2 separate regions of the Gossypium hirsutum genome follow, and region 1 is linked to region 2. Evidence: chromatin contacts called from public Hi-C data. All regions are on one chromosome and are shown on one strand. Each heading gives the region's core, a stretch centred on a gene start, on an enhancer-like site or on the middle of the called end of the contact. The rest is flanking DNA. Distances are from core to core; before and after follow the strand shown. Region 1 holds the start of LOC107888707 (transcription factor GTE8). Region 2 holds the start of LOC107888711 (probable carboxylesterase 11).

Region 1 (3,235 bases), core at 447-2,946, 340 kb before region 2:
TTTTATTAATACACTTGTATTAAATTATCACCATACATTTGTCTTTATTTAATTTATTTCTTAATATAATATTTATAATGTAATTAATTTAATAATATACTTTATAATTAATTTATATATTTATATAAATAATAATATAAAAATCTAAGATTTTTACAATGTTATGCCGCCTCAACTTCCAAATGTGGCTTAATTGCCCATTTGGTCCCTATTATTTTCCTTTAATCTATAATTAACTTTCACTTCTATTGCAATTTAATCCTTTTTGCTAATTACTCATAATTAAGCTAAATTCATCGATCTAAAACCTAATTAAACACACAACTAGTCTAGTAAATATTTCTAATAATTATTTTCGAACTCAATTTACTAAGACGGAGGCCCGATATTATACTTTTCCGATGCCCGTGAATTTTGGGTCATTACATTTTATCTCGGATTTGTGGTCCTGAAACCACTATTCCGATTAGGCCCTAATTCGGGATATTACATCTAACATGAGTCAATTGCTCATCATGCCTAAATTTGATAGTCACTATCTTATCAAGGTTAGAGATGAACATAGCCTAGATGAACATAGCCTTTGTTGACGGGACTGACTTCATATTTTTGTTTAACTTTTCATGGTTTGTTATCCATGAAGAGAAAAAGAGAGAGATTATCATTTTTTTAGTCGAACCTTTAAAACATGTACAAAAGTGATTTGAGTTTTTTCAAGTGTCAAACTTTACGAATGAAATGTTGTGTTTATAGGATTAAATTATAGATTACATGATCTTGGATACCATATGCGATATTATAGCGGAGAGTGAATTGGTTTGTGGTGTTGACCATTTTTGCTCAAACAAGAACTTTGAGACATTTGATAAGAGTTGAATCTTTTATGTGCCATGTTGTATATGGGTGTAGAAAGTCGGGTAGACTATACCTAGGTTGAGTGAGGTTTCTATAATACCTATGTAGAACAAAAACAAGCTTTTATCCAAAAAAAAAAAATTCTAATTTTTATTTAAATAATATCTTGAAATTTGAAATTTAATTTTTTTAATTTAATATAATTTGATCTCTTTGTTTTTATTATATTATTAGTAGGTTAAAATTGATAACACTATTATTTATTGTCGTTATGACATAATTTTTAGATAAAAAATAAAAATTAAATATTTGATTAAAATGTGAATTTTGTTACTAGTTGACTAGATTTTTCATCGATTGTGTAATTGAGTAATAATTTTAAAAAAATATTATTACTTTAATGGTAGGAATAAGAGAAATAATAGGGAATTAAGGAACTATCCTAAGTACATTGTGATGCAGTTCGTGAATCCCTTCATTTAAAGGCGAAGTGAAAACTGAAAGATTCGGTAGCATGGAACTAGCCATTCGACATAGAGCACCAGCTGCTTTATTGCCTTCCCCGTAAGTGTGAATGGTGCTATTAATGACATCATAAAAAAAATTATGGGAAATTGAAGTAGAAGGAATAAATTTTGAATTTTAGAATAGTACAGGGACTAAAACAATAATTGACAAAAAACAAATTTGAATGATTAATAGTGCTAAATCAGCATGCCAAAAGCGGACGTTCGAGATCGATCTTAAATCGAACCGTCCGTTGACTTTCATCCTGAATCTAGCGGTCATAATTTCTCCAAAAGAAGCAAAAGCCCTTTAAATAGAGAGACGAGATACGAAGTTAAACTCCCTTCCTGATCTCGCCAATAATCTTTTTCGATCCAAAATTTTAAAATTCAATAAAACATTTTTCCTTTCTATTTTAAGAATATTAATTATTAGTTTCTCTAGGGTTTCTTGATCTAGAGTTTTCTCCTGTTTGTGCCTTTTTTTTTTGCTTCTCTCTTTTACTTTGTCGGCGAAACGATTGAGGAAGGGAAGAAAGGGTTCTCGACATAGGAGGAACAGTGAGCGAGCAGTGACAGACTGGTAATTGTTACTGGTTTCTTATGGGTTTTAGATTTCTTTTTGGATCCGGGTTTGGGTTTTATTCTTAGGGCGAGAGGGGTTTGATATTGGATTAGGGTTTTTGTTGTATCAAGCTTCTTCTGTTGTAAAGATTTGAGGCTTTATCTAGTAAATGATACTATATATTTTCAATTTAAATCAGTAAGCTAGTTTTTCTACTTGCAATTTTAGCTTTCCTGCATGATTGAAATTTTATTAAATGCGAATTTCGCGTTCTTGCCTTTTAGGTGTTTTATAGAGTTCAATATGGTGGGTTTTTTTCTTAATTAATGTGGTGAATTTGGGGTTTCTAAAGATGGGTAGTGTAAATAAAATTCAGGATCTGGGTAAATGCAGGTAAGAGCTGCTTTAATTGAACTGTGAATAAGTTCAATTTATTCTCGTGCTGTTTAATTCCTTTCCCATCGTCGGGAAAATTTTAAATCTGGATTTATTCACTGTGGAATGGGAGAATTTGGTTCCTATTAATGTTCTCTTCTCTAGTGTTTAATCTAGTGAATTTGTGTCTTTCAAAAGATAAATAGTTCAAGAAAGTATTCACAATGGTTAAATATTTTATATTTGGGTAAGTGCGGTGGGAATTGATTTAAACTTGTTTAAAACTTTTACTGACCTTTACTCTAGTAGTTGTAGTTAAAGGGTGGATTTATAGTTACTCTAGAAAATCAGATGGGATAATTTTGCTCCTATGGCTGATATCTTCAGAGTGCGGCAATTAAGTCAGCAGCTCCTTTACACTGAATAAAGGGATATAAGAAGAAAGGTGCTTTGGCTAAGATGTTGGCAAAGCGTGATAGGTTTGCAGGAGAGTATTACTGTGGCCCGTATGAGCCTCCTGGTGAATCAGAGGGATCTGGTAGCTCAGGAAGAATTGATATGGAGTTTACTGCTTCAGAAGATTCAAGTGCACCGCAGAGAAAATGTATCAGTTTGAACCCTGATAAACTTGGCACCTTTGGTGTCCGTACGGAAGTGCTGTCACTGTCAAAATTGTCACAGTTTGAAAGAAAGGATTTGATGCATAGGTTGAGACATGAATTGGAGCAGATTCGGATGCTTCAGAAGAAAGTTGAGTTGCAAAGGACAAATGGGGTTACTGTGTCATCTTCCAGTGATATTCTTAGTTGCAGCAATGGACAAATTTTACCTCACGCACGGGATTTTCAGAAATCATCCATGATGGCTTCTGGACCTGGGAAGAAAGGGAATCCTTTGAGTGGCAAGGCTCGTGCGTTTAATCGGACTTTTTCAG
Region 2 (3,167 bases), core at 26-2,525:
ATAGATGTCGAGATACTCATTTAAAAAAGAAAACATATTTCTGGAAGTAACTTCTCCACCACATATTTTAATATATATTTTTGCAATATTCAAATATAAAAAAATATAAATTTTAAATTAGCCACGAAATTCAAAATATATTAATTGAATTATCAAAGTATTAATATTATAGTGGTCAATATCTTTTATGGGTTAAATATAAGTTTAAATTTTCTATGAAACATAATTTTTTAAAAGAATCTTTATAATTAAAATTTGAAAGATTTTCTTAACAAGTTAAAACTAATTTATTCATACAATAAATATATATTTAAAATTTGAATATCATGTTATAAATATGTTTCACATAAATGATAATTGGTTATTAAAATTTAAGAGATTTTTCTTACCAAGTTAAAACCAATTTATTTATATAATTAATATATATGTATTTAATATGTTCTACATTAAATTTAGTTAATTAGAAAAGAATTTGAGGTAAAAGTATTATGGAGGCCTTGTATTAGGTGTGGGGTTGTATTTTGCTCTATTAAAAAAACGAAAAAGTTAGTTTCTGTACGTTAGTTAAAAAAGTAAATTGATTATTCTATTAAAAATTTCATCTATTTCTATTGTTAAAAATCTGGTCCTTATACGTCGACATGAGATATATGTGGCATGCCATGTATAATTGTTTAGTTATTTCGTTAATCATGCTAATTTTTAACTTTAGAAAATGGATGAAAATTTTAATTGAAAAAACTAATTTGTTTTTTAGTTTAATATATATAGATTAATTTACTTTTTTTAATAAAATGACCAAAATAAAATTTAACTATTAATACAGAGACATTTATAATACTTTTATTAAGAATTTAATTGATACAAATGATAATTTAAACATTCAATTATAGTTTTTTTAAATTTAAGAATAAAATTAAAATTCTAAATCATAATATAAAAGGTATGATGAAATAAAGGCTTTAAATATATGTTTTATGTTTTTTTTTTTTTGGTATGGAAGGACTTAGAATTTATTTAAACACAATGATAGGGACTTCAAAATGTAACATTTCCCAATAGAAGTTATCAACTTTACAATTAATTTGTCTTGCCCAAATTCTAGATCTACCTTTCTAATTCTCGTACCTCTCACTTGAGAGGTCAATTAAGTCATTAGGCTATATATAATATATAAAGTATATTAATCCCATTTTCCAACATTTTTATCACTAAAATAACCTCATAGTTTAACAGCCTATCATTAAAAGCAAATAAAAAAGAACATCTTATTAAAGTTGCTGGTTGCATGATCTTATTGTAACCTATCATACAACCAAGGGCCCTCTTCTTCGCTTCCCTTTTCTTTTCTTTTCTTTTCTTTCTTTCATTCTACACTTCCATTTGGTCTGCCATTGAAATATATGGTATCAGATTTCAAGCATAATTTCCCAGTTTTTATAAACCCTAATCACCCAATTCCCATGTCAAATTTCAACCTATAATTAACCCATTTCACAGTTTCATACTTTTCTTTCCCCTTCCAAAAACCTTGAATTTATCTCAACCTTAAAAAACCCAAAAACAGGAAAAATAAAAAATAAAAAAAGGAAGAAAAAAACCTCAGAATTGGAAAGAAAAAAAAAAGGGAAGGGAAAAGCATCATCTTCATTTATTTCGGGGCTCTGCAAATTCATCAACAAAAAACGTTGAAAAGATCAATACCCAGAAGTTGTTTTCGACGAAAAACATTAAAAAGAACTTTTGTTTTTGTTGTAAAAATTAGAAAAAAAATTTTAAGGGAAATGCCAAGCGTAGCTGTAAAATTATATAGTGTATTCTTCAAGTTCCTCTTGAAGCAGCGTTTGCAAAGCTGGATTCAAGATCCTATTGACGAATCCTCCAATCCTTACGGTGTCACGACCCGACCCGAAGAATCCGTTTCCGCTCCCAATCCTTGTTTCACCGACGGTGTCGCCACTAAAGACATTCACATTGACCCGTTTACTGCCCTCTGTATTCGGATCTTCCTCCCCGAATCGTCTCTTTCCCCTCCCGAACAATCCCACCCCAAATCCCACCTCAGATCCTCCCTATTAGATCCCAATTCCATTAATCACCGGAGGAACAGCTATGCTCCTTCTGATACCGGGACCCCGAGAAATGATTCGAGAAGAAGCAGTCTTGATGGGTTAAATTCAAGATCCGACAATAATGTTTATCGAGGTTATTCACCACAACCTCAAAAATGTCGAAAATTACCGATAATGTTACAGTTTCACGGCGGGGGTTGGGTTAGTGGGAGCAATGAGTCGGTCGCCAACGATTTCTTTTGTCGGAGGATAGCGAAATTGTGTGATGTTATAGTTGTGGCCGTTGGTTATAGGTTGGCGCCGGAGAATAAGTATCCGGCTGCTTTTGACGATGGATTGAAGGTCTTGAATTGGTTAGGGAAGCAAGCGAATTTAGCCGAGTGTTGTAAGTCAATGGGGAGTGGGGCTCGTGGGGTTGGAGCAGAGTTTACCAAGGCCGAAGTTCAAAGACATATTGTGGATGCATTTGGGGCTTCCATGGTTGAGCCGTGGTTGGCAGCTCATGGTGATCCATCAAGGTTCTTATTTCTTCATTTTAACCATTCAATGTTTCGATCTTCTTCTTCTTCTTCTTCTTCTTCTTCTTCTTCTTCTTATTTTATTATTTTTTATTATCTTTTTGTATTTGTATTTGTTTTTGTAAATGAATTTATTTGATTGAAAATAAAGGGGTTAGTTAAGTTCAATTTTATCCTAGTATGAATGGGATGCTGTGATCTTCACTTTTGTTTGATGTTTTTGTTAGATTTTCAGCTATTGATGTGTTTTTGGCTGGAGATGTTATATGCATTGCTTGTAGTTTAGTTTATAGGTCGATTAGGTTCACGATATGAGGTAGAAACTGCAACTTTGATCATAAAAGTTTGACTTATAAGCTTAAATTCGTTCAGTGTCGGTAGATGCAATGTGGGTAAAATTTTAATCTGAATTGGTTGAACGTGTAGGGTTAGTTAAGTTCAATTTGATCCCACCATGAATGTTGATACTGTTAAATTTTGTTTGTTTGTTGTTTTGGGGTTAGATTTTCTGCTATTGATGTGTTTTTGGCTGGAGATATTATGTGCACTGGTTGTAGTTCGGTTTATAGATCCATTA

The links. Hi-C and Micro-C count contacts between places; a contact is called where the count stands out from the background.
Region 1: a Hi-C map of leaf shows a contact between it and region 2, with 2.5 times the contacts expected there. The contact joins the promoter of LOC107888707 here to the promoter of LOC107888711 in region 2. A contact is called at or near these places in 3 of 34 Hi-C or Micro-C datasets (callus and leaf).

The regions. Positions count from the first base shown.
Region 1 is chrA09:15,177,374-15,180,608 of Gossypium_hirsutum_v2.1, reverse strand. It overlaps LOC107888707 (transcription factor GTE8), which reads left to right and starts at 1,696. Exons shown (of 10, transcript XM_016812884.2): 1 at 1,696-3,235. The coding sequence starts at 2,761.
Region 2 is chrA09:14,837,488-14,840,654 of Gossypium_hirsutum_v2.1, reverse strand. LOC107888711 (probable carboxylesterase 11) reads left to right here and starts at 1,275. Exons shown (of 2, transcript XM_016812887.2): 1 at 1,275-2,590. The coding sequence starts at 1,785.